2 separate regions of the Zea mays genome follow, and region 1 is linked to region 2. The links are chromatin contacts, called in public Hi-C maps. All regions are on one chromosome and are shown on one strand. Each heading gives the region's core, a stretch centred on a gene start, on an enhancer-like site or on the middle of the called end of the contact. The rest is flanking DNA. Distances are from core to core; before and after follow the strand shown.

The links. Hi-C and Micro-C count contacts between places; a contact is called where the count stands out from the background.
Region 1: a contact with region 2 is called in a Hi-C map of tassel, with 2.5 times the contacts expected there. The contact joins the promoter of LOC100382007 here to the promoter of LOC100384084 in region 2. A contact is called at or near these places in 3 of 25 Hi-C or Micro-C datasets (bundle sheath, ear and tassel).

What each region holds. Positions count from the first base shown.
Region 1 is chr3:38,256,109-38,260,567 of Zm-B73-REFERENCE-NAM-5.0, forward strand. LOC100382007 (putative RING zinc finger domain superfamily protein) reads left to right here and starts at 1,859. Exons shown (of 5, transcript NM_001174773.1): 1 at 1,859-2,140.
Region 2 is chr3:37,981,377-37,986,149 of Zm-B73-REFERENCE-NAM-5.0, forward strand. It overlaps LOC100384084, which reads right to left and starts at 1,988. Exons shown (of 14, transcript NM_001350051.1): 1 at 1,888-1,988; 2 at 1,566-1,802; 3 at 1,247-1,377; 4 at 636-948; 5 at 356-439; 6 at 80-244. The coding sequence starts at 861.

The DNA.
Region 1 (4,459 bases), core at 609-3,108, 270 kb after region 2:
GTGGTGATACTATGTAAAAGCGATGTGCTGTGTGTACCTTCCTGTCATGTTGGGCTTTGATGGTTTCTCATGGCTCATGTGTAGGGATGACAGCGGGTCGGGTTTTGTTCGGGTATAATAATACCCGAGCCGAAATTGTACCCGAGACTTCTACAAATATTCATACCCACCAAGCCAATCGGGTGATAAACTGTACCCGTACCCATGCCCATCGGGTATCCACCGGGTATCGGGTATCCAGTGGATATGTTATTGTAGACTAAATAACATTCGGTTAATGCTATAATAAATGCATAAAATATTTTAGTTTACATCTAAGCACCAATGCAACACAAGAATGACTATATTTGGCTACACGTCGATACAATATCTCAACTCATAATTATCACATCCAATAAATTTAAATTTGAGTACAGAGAATAAAAGCTTAATGAGTTTATGACAGTTGACAGTTATAACATTGTCAATGTCTCATTGGTCTCGATTACATTACATTTGACTGTTAACACAACACAAATTAATATTCATTAATCAACAACATATGCGAGTGAGTTTTTCTAGTGAATATAGCACATTTTTAGTGGATGTAGCACATTTAAAGAGGTATTTTGATACGTGGGTAAAGTATTTTACCCATACCCGACCCGATGTATTTCGGGTATCCAACCCGATAGGACCCACGGGTGAGTTTTTGTACCCGTATCCATATCCGGTGGGTACGAAACCCGCGGGTATCCATACCTACGGGTCCAACTGCCATGTGTGCAGCCTATTAGACCTATTGTTAGCCAAGAAATGAGGGAGATGGACAGACTTACATACTTCACACGTGACGTACGAAACTGGTGCTCCAAAGGAACAAAGAAGATGTTAGACTGTGGTTCGTGGGTTAGATTGAAAAAGGGTATAGAGATTTTTTTTTAAAAAAAAAGACGAAGGTGAAAATAAGAAAACCAAGTGTTTTATAGGAGTTGAGATGTCTCCAATGTTCAGTTAAAACAATATGCATCTAGCAGTGATACATTCAAGATAAGTTAAGCCATGTATTTTTTTATTAAATAGATTTGTAAGAAGCCGAGATAAATAAGAACTCAGATTGAACAATAAAAACACAAATAGAAAATAAAAAAACAGAAAAGGAAACACAAACGAACATGTATAAAGTTTGATCTAAAGACAAATATAAACATATGATACAATCTCAAACACAATTTAGAGCCCGACCTTAAAATAAATTAAAATATACAGATGGTTATAAGATAAATAACCAAGTCTCACATGCATATATTTACGAGTTACAGCACTGAGCACCATGAATTTATTGGATAGATTTTCGAACTACAAACTCTCTAATAAACTACGTAATACGTTATACCTACAGACTTTAACAACGCACGAAGTGCGTTGATCGTCGTAATATTCTCGAGATAAACCATGAGAACGACCGGCGAAAACAACCCCTGTAAAAAAAGCCGCCACAGAGGTGGTCAGGTGGACAGCATGCGCTCACGCCTCACGAGACAATGCAGGTGGGCCCGGGTCCGGGACACGCAGGATGAGACGCCGTGCACGTGGCCCGGCGGCAGCGGAAAGAAGCGTCGCGAGGCGCGGTCTCGTGTCCACTCAAGGGCTTGTTCGGTTATACCCCAATCCATATGGATTGAGGGGGATTGAGGGAGTTTCAATCCTTAGTAAGTCAAAATTCCCTTCAATCCGTATCAATCCCCTTCAATCCATATGGATTGAAAATAACCGAACAAGTCCCAAGTGGGTGGCCGGAGCAGTTCCGTTTCCGCTCTCAGCCAGGCACAGCGCCAAAGCGGCGACCGGGACTCCGAGACACATTCCCATCCGCACCGGGTTTTGTACCCGCACAGCCACACTGCCCTTCTCTCCCCTTCCTCTCTCCTCTGCGTCGCTTCCACCTCTCAATCTCACCCCACGCCTGCCCCGAGCTCCAACCCTAAAGGAACACACCCCTGCTTGCGGCGGCGGGGAGCGGTCTTGGGCGTCCGCCGTTGCTGTGGCCCAGCCGTGACAGATCCGGGCCCCGCGCCGTTAGGTCGGTGTTTCTTCGGCGACGGTGCAGCCGCTGGATGTTAGTCTGGCGGATCGGGGCTCGTTGTTCGCGTGATTCGAGGTAATTCCTGCGAACTTGGGGGCACCTTTTGCGTTAGTTGGGGGTCCAGATGGGGAATTTTGGTGCCGTCGGGGTAGGTAGCTCCAGATGAATTGTGGCTTTTCATCGGTGCTCACTTCCCATCTGGTATCCTAGTGAGCTGTACTCTTTGCATATGATTCGAGTGTGATATTGTATTGATTTTACCTGATATTTTGTGTTAGCTCCTGCCATAAATTCTTAAGGTAGATTTACCATCGGGTCTTTCGTTATTTATCAGTTAAATATCGAGACTTTTGACGAAAAAAAAAATCATATGGAGAATAATTGTGGCTCGAAAGCAATATAGTCATGACCTTTCGAATTGCACATCGTATTGTGTTCTGGCTCTGGGTGCAGAATTATATTTGTTTTGCTTTAATCCGGATACCGAACAATAAAATAGTGTGCTTGTTCCATCCTGCCATGGTTTTGCACAGTGCTTTTTCGGCAGTAAGAACAGATGCGAGATGCTATTTTGTTGTGTGGGGTGAAGGACCTGGCCTTTGAGTGTACTTTAGTTTTGGAATGTCTTGATGCTGGTCTACCTAACAGCTGCTTTCTTCCTCCACACATTTTCACCCAACTGTAGTTAGCCAGCTCCCCCAGCTTTGTGCCTTCAATTATAAACAAGCATCTATTTCTCATTTCTTTTAGCTCTGTTATTGTGAATGGTGCAGCATGTCAGTCTACAAAAAGACACCATGTTCAGATAAGTGCCGTGGAAATGCGAAATGTGTATGTAGCGTTGGATTTGTGGTCATACAAGAAGGGGACATCATGTTCAGATAAGTGTTGCAGAAATATGTAATGCGAATGTTGGCTGTTGCGTTTGATTTGTGGTCGTGCAAGAAGGGGTAGAATCCAGAACGATGATATGGGTAGCACCAATGGAAGAAAAACTTCTCCAACCAACAGAGACCTCTAAAGGGATGAGTGTGTAATGCAGCACGTAGTGGGATTTTAAGGCGCTAACGGAGATCTCCAAAGGCACGAGTGTGTAGTGCAGCGTGTAGCGGGATTCTAAGGCGCGATAATAATATGAAGTGAGGCAAGCTTCTCCAAACAACGGAGACCTCCAAAGGCACGGGTGTGTAGTGCAATGTGTAATGGGATTCTTAGGCGCTAAAGTGTGATAGTAATAGGAAGAGAGGCAGGGACATGGGAAGAGGTAGGAAAAGGAGATTTCAAAGGATGATCTTGAATAGGAGTGAATGGAGAACAGCTATCCATGTGAACCTTGATTTGTGGCTTCTGTTGTTTTTGAACTCTAGACTACCCCAATTTGCTTGGGGCTGGAACCAAAAGGTTTTGTTGTTTCTTGCTGTGAATAAATGAAGTGGTTGCTTTATAGATATTGATGTTCCCACCTGGAAGTATTTGGGGGTGTATGAGGGAATGCACATGTATTGAAAGCATGCTACTAGTGTTCTTCCATTTGCTAGAAAATTTGCTTTCTCCATACACTTCTGCTTCACCAAAACAAATTCAAATACAGCAGGAACAAGAACCTGTTTGTGTTCTTTATCCTAGTTTGGGCTAATGACCCCTACCTGATCATTCATGTCTTAATGTTGGGTTCATATTAGTTTATGTTTTCCTATGTGTCTTTGTCATGTTCCATTGCCTCTCTTGAAGTCCCTTCAGTACAAGGTTTTAAAGTCGGCTAGTCGACTCTAGTCGCCTGAGCACCGATAAGGTGACTAATCGCGATTAGTCGTCGATTTGCTCGATTAGTCGAGCCTAGTCGACTCCTAGTCGTCCTATAGTCGTCCACCTATAACAGGACCATATGTGTGTGTATATATCAATATATATGAATATATATAGCTGTAGCTGCCTAGCTAGACTGCAGGACTGCATGAACTGTACCAGTGCCACTGCCATCGTTCTAGGGCTGGGGCAACACAGATTCTGGAAAGATGACTTCAACATTATTAGGTCGCCTCCTATTCTCATATGTAGTGGCACAACAATCAAGTGAAGCACAACTCAAGAGGAGGCCAATGCGGGCACAATACTACTCAGTTAGTGAACAGAGAACACTGAACAACCAAAATATCATAGCAATTACGGTCTGAAGAGGTCCTCATCTCAATCTCTGAATTCTAAACAGAGGAGTGGTCGCCTACTCGCCTGTTCAGCCGCTGAAAAGACAACAGAGGAGGACGAGAACGCGCTGGAGGGGGGGGGGGGCTCTGCAGACTACAACCGACGCACGATGGAGGGAGCGCAGCTGCTGCTCGAGCAGAGGGCCGCCAAAGCACAACAGGGCAGCAGGAGAGGAGAGCGGCGACAATG
Region 2 (4,773 bases), core at 738-3,237:
ATCACACTACTGTAACCTGACTTGCATTCAAATTATTCACTTCAGTTTCGCAGTTCCTATAAACGCAAATCTGTTATACCTTGTGTTGAGCATTGGTTGAAAACCTTGTCAAACTTGTATTGCTTTATCTTGGTCTCAGCAACTTTTAGGAATATATTACTCTCATCCAGGGTGTACAGAGTTCTGGATTGATAATTTTCTTCATGGTGAAAAGGCCTCACACGACAGAACACCCTTATATTCCCTGAAAAACGGATGCATATCACTTAAACAGAACTCTAAACAATTCCATTACATTTAGTGACCTTTATATTTATCAAGCCAAACACAGAAAAAGTCGAGGAGAGACATCAACCTTTCAGATCCAAATAGTTATTTAGTGACTGCCTCCTCTGCAGCGTTATCTGCTTTAGTTTACCATCCAGCAAAACCAGTTCCTCTGTTATGACCAAACAAAGAGAAGACATGAGAACTTTACTGCTGTGTTATCTGCTTTAGCCAAGCATTCAGCGAAACTAGTCTATCTGTTTTTTTGAAGTGATAAAACTAGTCTATCTGTTCTGTAACCAAAAAGAAAGAAAGAAAATATTCAGAAATTTTTATAGAGTTTGAGGGAAAGTGTTAGAACTGCATACCTTGAACCTTTGCAGCTTCAGCATCTGAATCTGTATCATCAGAACAAATATTTTGAGCCGTGTGAACCATTACTTTCATCTTCGGTTTGGTTGGTGACAACTCCTCGATGATGTGAGACACCGATTCGATATAGCTGGTTCTGGGTGCGAGGTACTTGTTGAGCCCCATGAGGGATGACAGCGTATCAGGCAGACTCTGCACTATGTTCCCTGATTTGCCATCCATGTTCGGGTATTATGCAAAGCCAGCAGATGAACCAGTATGGCTACTCTATCATTCTGGCCCGGTTCCTTTATCTGCTGGTGATACCTCCTATCGTTTCGGAATTGATTAGTACTAACATTGAAGATTAAGAGAGAGAGAGAGAGAGAGAGAGAGAGAGAGAGAGAGAGAGAGAGAGCAGTGTTTTGTTGAAGTCAGACATGAATCAAATTGGACTGTTTCATCAGGTCTAAGCTTACTGCGTGTATTTGACATCCAAGACTTTTTGCTATGATTTTCCAATCAATTTTCTGACCAGTTTTTTCCCCTCGAAGACTAGACGGCGAAAAACCAGAAACAAAAAAGAAGATAAATGTATACAAGAGAAGGCGTTCCTAGTTCGTCGTACCTGCACTCCCATGCTCGGTCAAATGTTCGCAGAGCATAATACGAAGGGAAACGCTGGATGCGGGAGCTGCCTCCGGAGAGCACCCCCATACATTGCTTAAGAGCAGCTTGGAGTTCCCAGGTCCCTATCACCTATTCAAGAAAAAAAAAGGGTCAGTTGTACTCGAAGGCGTCCAACCACCCGCATTTCCAAGGCTCCAGCTCCATCGCTTCTCCTTGCGAAGCAATTCGAGTGCGAAATAAGGCTTGGATGGATCATTGGAAGAGAAGGAAGCCGAAGCTCACAAACAAAATATCCCTTCCCGGCTAGCTCTTTTCACCTTCAAAGACTGCGGATTCTGTGCCTCATATCCATCGCCGCGGCCGTGTCCCCGTCAGAGGAAACAGTCCCCAACCCACACAAAAGCAGTGAACTGAAGGGGCTGAGAGCAAAGCACATGAGAGTATGCAACCTGCAGGTTATTGCCTCCTGTTGGCTTCAGCATTCGGAGCCTCGACAGTAGGATCCGCCATGGATGGCATCATGCTACCCTCAGGAACTCTTCTGGCTGCTTCAGCTATACGTAGAATAGTTGGAATAACTGGTCATGGAACTTACTGTTTCGGCTATGTTTAAAGACAAAGAGGGAACGAGCTATATACATAGGATTCTGTGGTCAAGGGAGATCAAACTCAGCCAGTCAGTGCCACAAGTCCACAACAGGTCTGAGGACAGTAGTAGTCACTACTCCCTCGGTGTTTGTGTCAGAGAGAGAGAGAGAGGTGAGTGTGAGAGAGATGGAGGGAGGGGCCGTCGGGAGGGGGGGATGCTGATTAGTGTATAGATGAGGCCACGATAGATTGTATTATGTGCCATATGGCGACAATGTTTAATGGCTGGAAGTATGCTGTGCTAGTGAGATCAAAATCATTCCCGTTCAGCTGTCATCGGAAAGCTCACCAACCATGTGCCATGCTGAACTTTTCAGAGGTTCAACAGGCGTGGGGCTGTGCGTCGAGATGTTGGATTCTGATTCCAGCTTCTGACCATGCCTCACAGTAGCAGTACTTGAAAAAAAAGGCATTGATTGGTCCCTTCAGAAGATGCCCCCCCAAGCTACTGCAGATGAGCATTGCTTGACCAGGTAGGAAGCAGATCGGCAGTCGCTGAGGCATGTCGTGATGTGCACCACAATGAGATCACCGCCTTCAATTCGAAGTGGTCGTGGATCGCTAAGGAAGAAAAGGTATAGGTAACCACCATGGGTTGGTTGTCTTGGCAAGAACCACTTCCGTGAGCAAGAACGAAGGGCACATACGAAAACTCATTTCCCTTTTTTTTTTTTTGCTTCTAAGGAAGAGCGCAAATTAAAGCGAGGGCATGAATGGCGGTCTTATTGGTTGCGGATCTCGACTGTGCAGTTCCACTTCCACCACCGGTGAGGCCGCAGTGACCAACTGTGGACAAATAATCCTCGAGGGCCCATTGATCCTGTGGAGTTTTGGAGTGACCTGGCATGTCCCCTATCCTTGTATTGTATGCCTATGATTCGCCGAGCCGAAGGACGGCATCTGCATGTGTACTTTGCTGTCCGGTGAAACAGAGATGCATATGAATGTTATGACAAGTTCTGTATGGGGCCACAGGAATCGTACGTATTATATGATGATCATGGTTCATGGGCACACTACCCCCATGAACTACTAACAGAGAGAAGTTGGCATGAGTCTTTTTAAGGGAAATCTTACCCATCACTCGAGATTAAAAAAAGAAGAAAAAGGCACCAAATTTATGCGCTTTTAATTTGCAAGATGAAATCCAATCCATTTCGTGTTTAGTTTAGTTTGTGTAGATCATTCTCTCAACTTTTCAAGATACATCCTTGATCTTCCTGCCCACCCTATCCTTTTAACACATCCTTGCATATATGAGGTGGCGGTGTCTTCAGCCTGAAAATGCTTTCTCGTCCCCACTGACGATATCCTTTCTGGCAACCGCCTCAGATATAGAATGATCATTGGGTGATGATAAAGTTTGCCCCTCTGCTGCTGTGATCTTTTTTTTCCCCTTCACATACCAAAAGTGCCTATTCAGAAGCTAAAGTGAAACTTTGGGTACAAGTCAAGAGGCCATGACGACTTCCTTCTTCTTCTTCTATTCCCTCGAGAACTGATGATTACATAAGAGGTTAGTTATTTGATTACATATTATGAGGTTTGGATCATGAATTGAGTGTACGCCCTTTTCCAAATTTGGTTGGTCCTCACCATTTTACTCGTTAGGCATAAAGCTTTTCCATTGCCCATTGACACATGTATATCATCTTTCTACCAACGTAATCATTCCAACTAAGGGTCCCTTTGGTTCCTGTCACACCCGGTTCTAGAGGCAGATTCGAGCGCATAACATATGTGTGCCAAGATCCATTTTCACACATATGTTGACGTCACAAGTGTAATATATCAAAAGACAATTGCAATAAAGGCGTAAAAAGAATAGATTACTTTATTACTTAATCTGAATCATTGTATCTTTAACAAGTATCAACATCAAAGTAAGGCGGAATTAAATAACATGGATAATCTCCAACAGGAAGATGACCGGCGCATCGTTAGACTTAAAACTCATCATCGTCATCAGCGAAGTCTCCAACATCACCCTCTGATCAAAATATTAGCAAGGGTGAGCTCACTTATGGTCGGGGCTCAGCAAGTGGGGAAAAAATTAATGCAAGTTTAACAATGTGAGGCTAAGGTTGAGCAGTAAGCATTTTAGTTGGTCAACATTTTATTAACAACACCTGTCTTACTAATAAGTGTGAATCCCAAGTATCCCGTTTAAACAAAGGTATATGAGTATATCAAAAACACTTAAGTGAAACCACTTAAGCAAACCATTGACAGATCATCGGATCTCGATTTATTTACATCTTTAAGTTCAATTATCATGTGAAGAGTCCAGGCTGCTCTAAACCGTGAGCACGACTGACATATCAGTTTTACACTCTGTAGAGGTGGCACATCTTTACCCATGAGTCGCGATTCCCTTCTAGCCTAGGTTGATCAGACCTGTATTCACTTCCGAGGTGAATGACTAGGGTTTCACTACGAGGCTTTTCCCTAGAGTCCTCAATATGCAAATGCTGTAAATGGTCAAACTGCATAGAGCACATCTAACGTAACCAACTTATAGTCTAGACTGCAGGGTAAAGCTTTGGAAACTATGCCCGTATCCAATCTGCCAGAGCCAGAAATATAAGCGCTTGCCAGATGCCCCCGTTCCGGTTGACCACGACCAGCACCCAACATAAGACTTCCTTAGTTATTTAGCCAAGGGCGTCCCATACGACCCTCATGGTAGCACTGTTTTTCTAGGTGGTCACTCCATGTTCCAATTAATATACAATAATCTTGTTTAACCATCGGGTTAACATCATAATATCAATTTCATTTACGGAACATTAATGTCATAAACATGAGTGACAATTATTAAGTTGAGCGGTAGCATCAATTTGCAAAGCATAGTATTTTCCTAGGGTAATGTCAGGT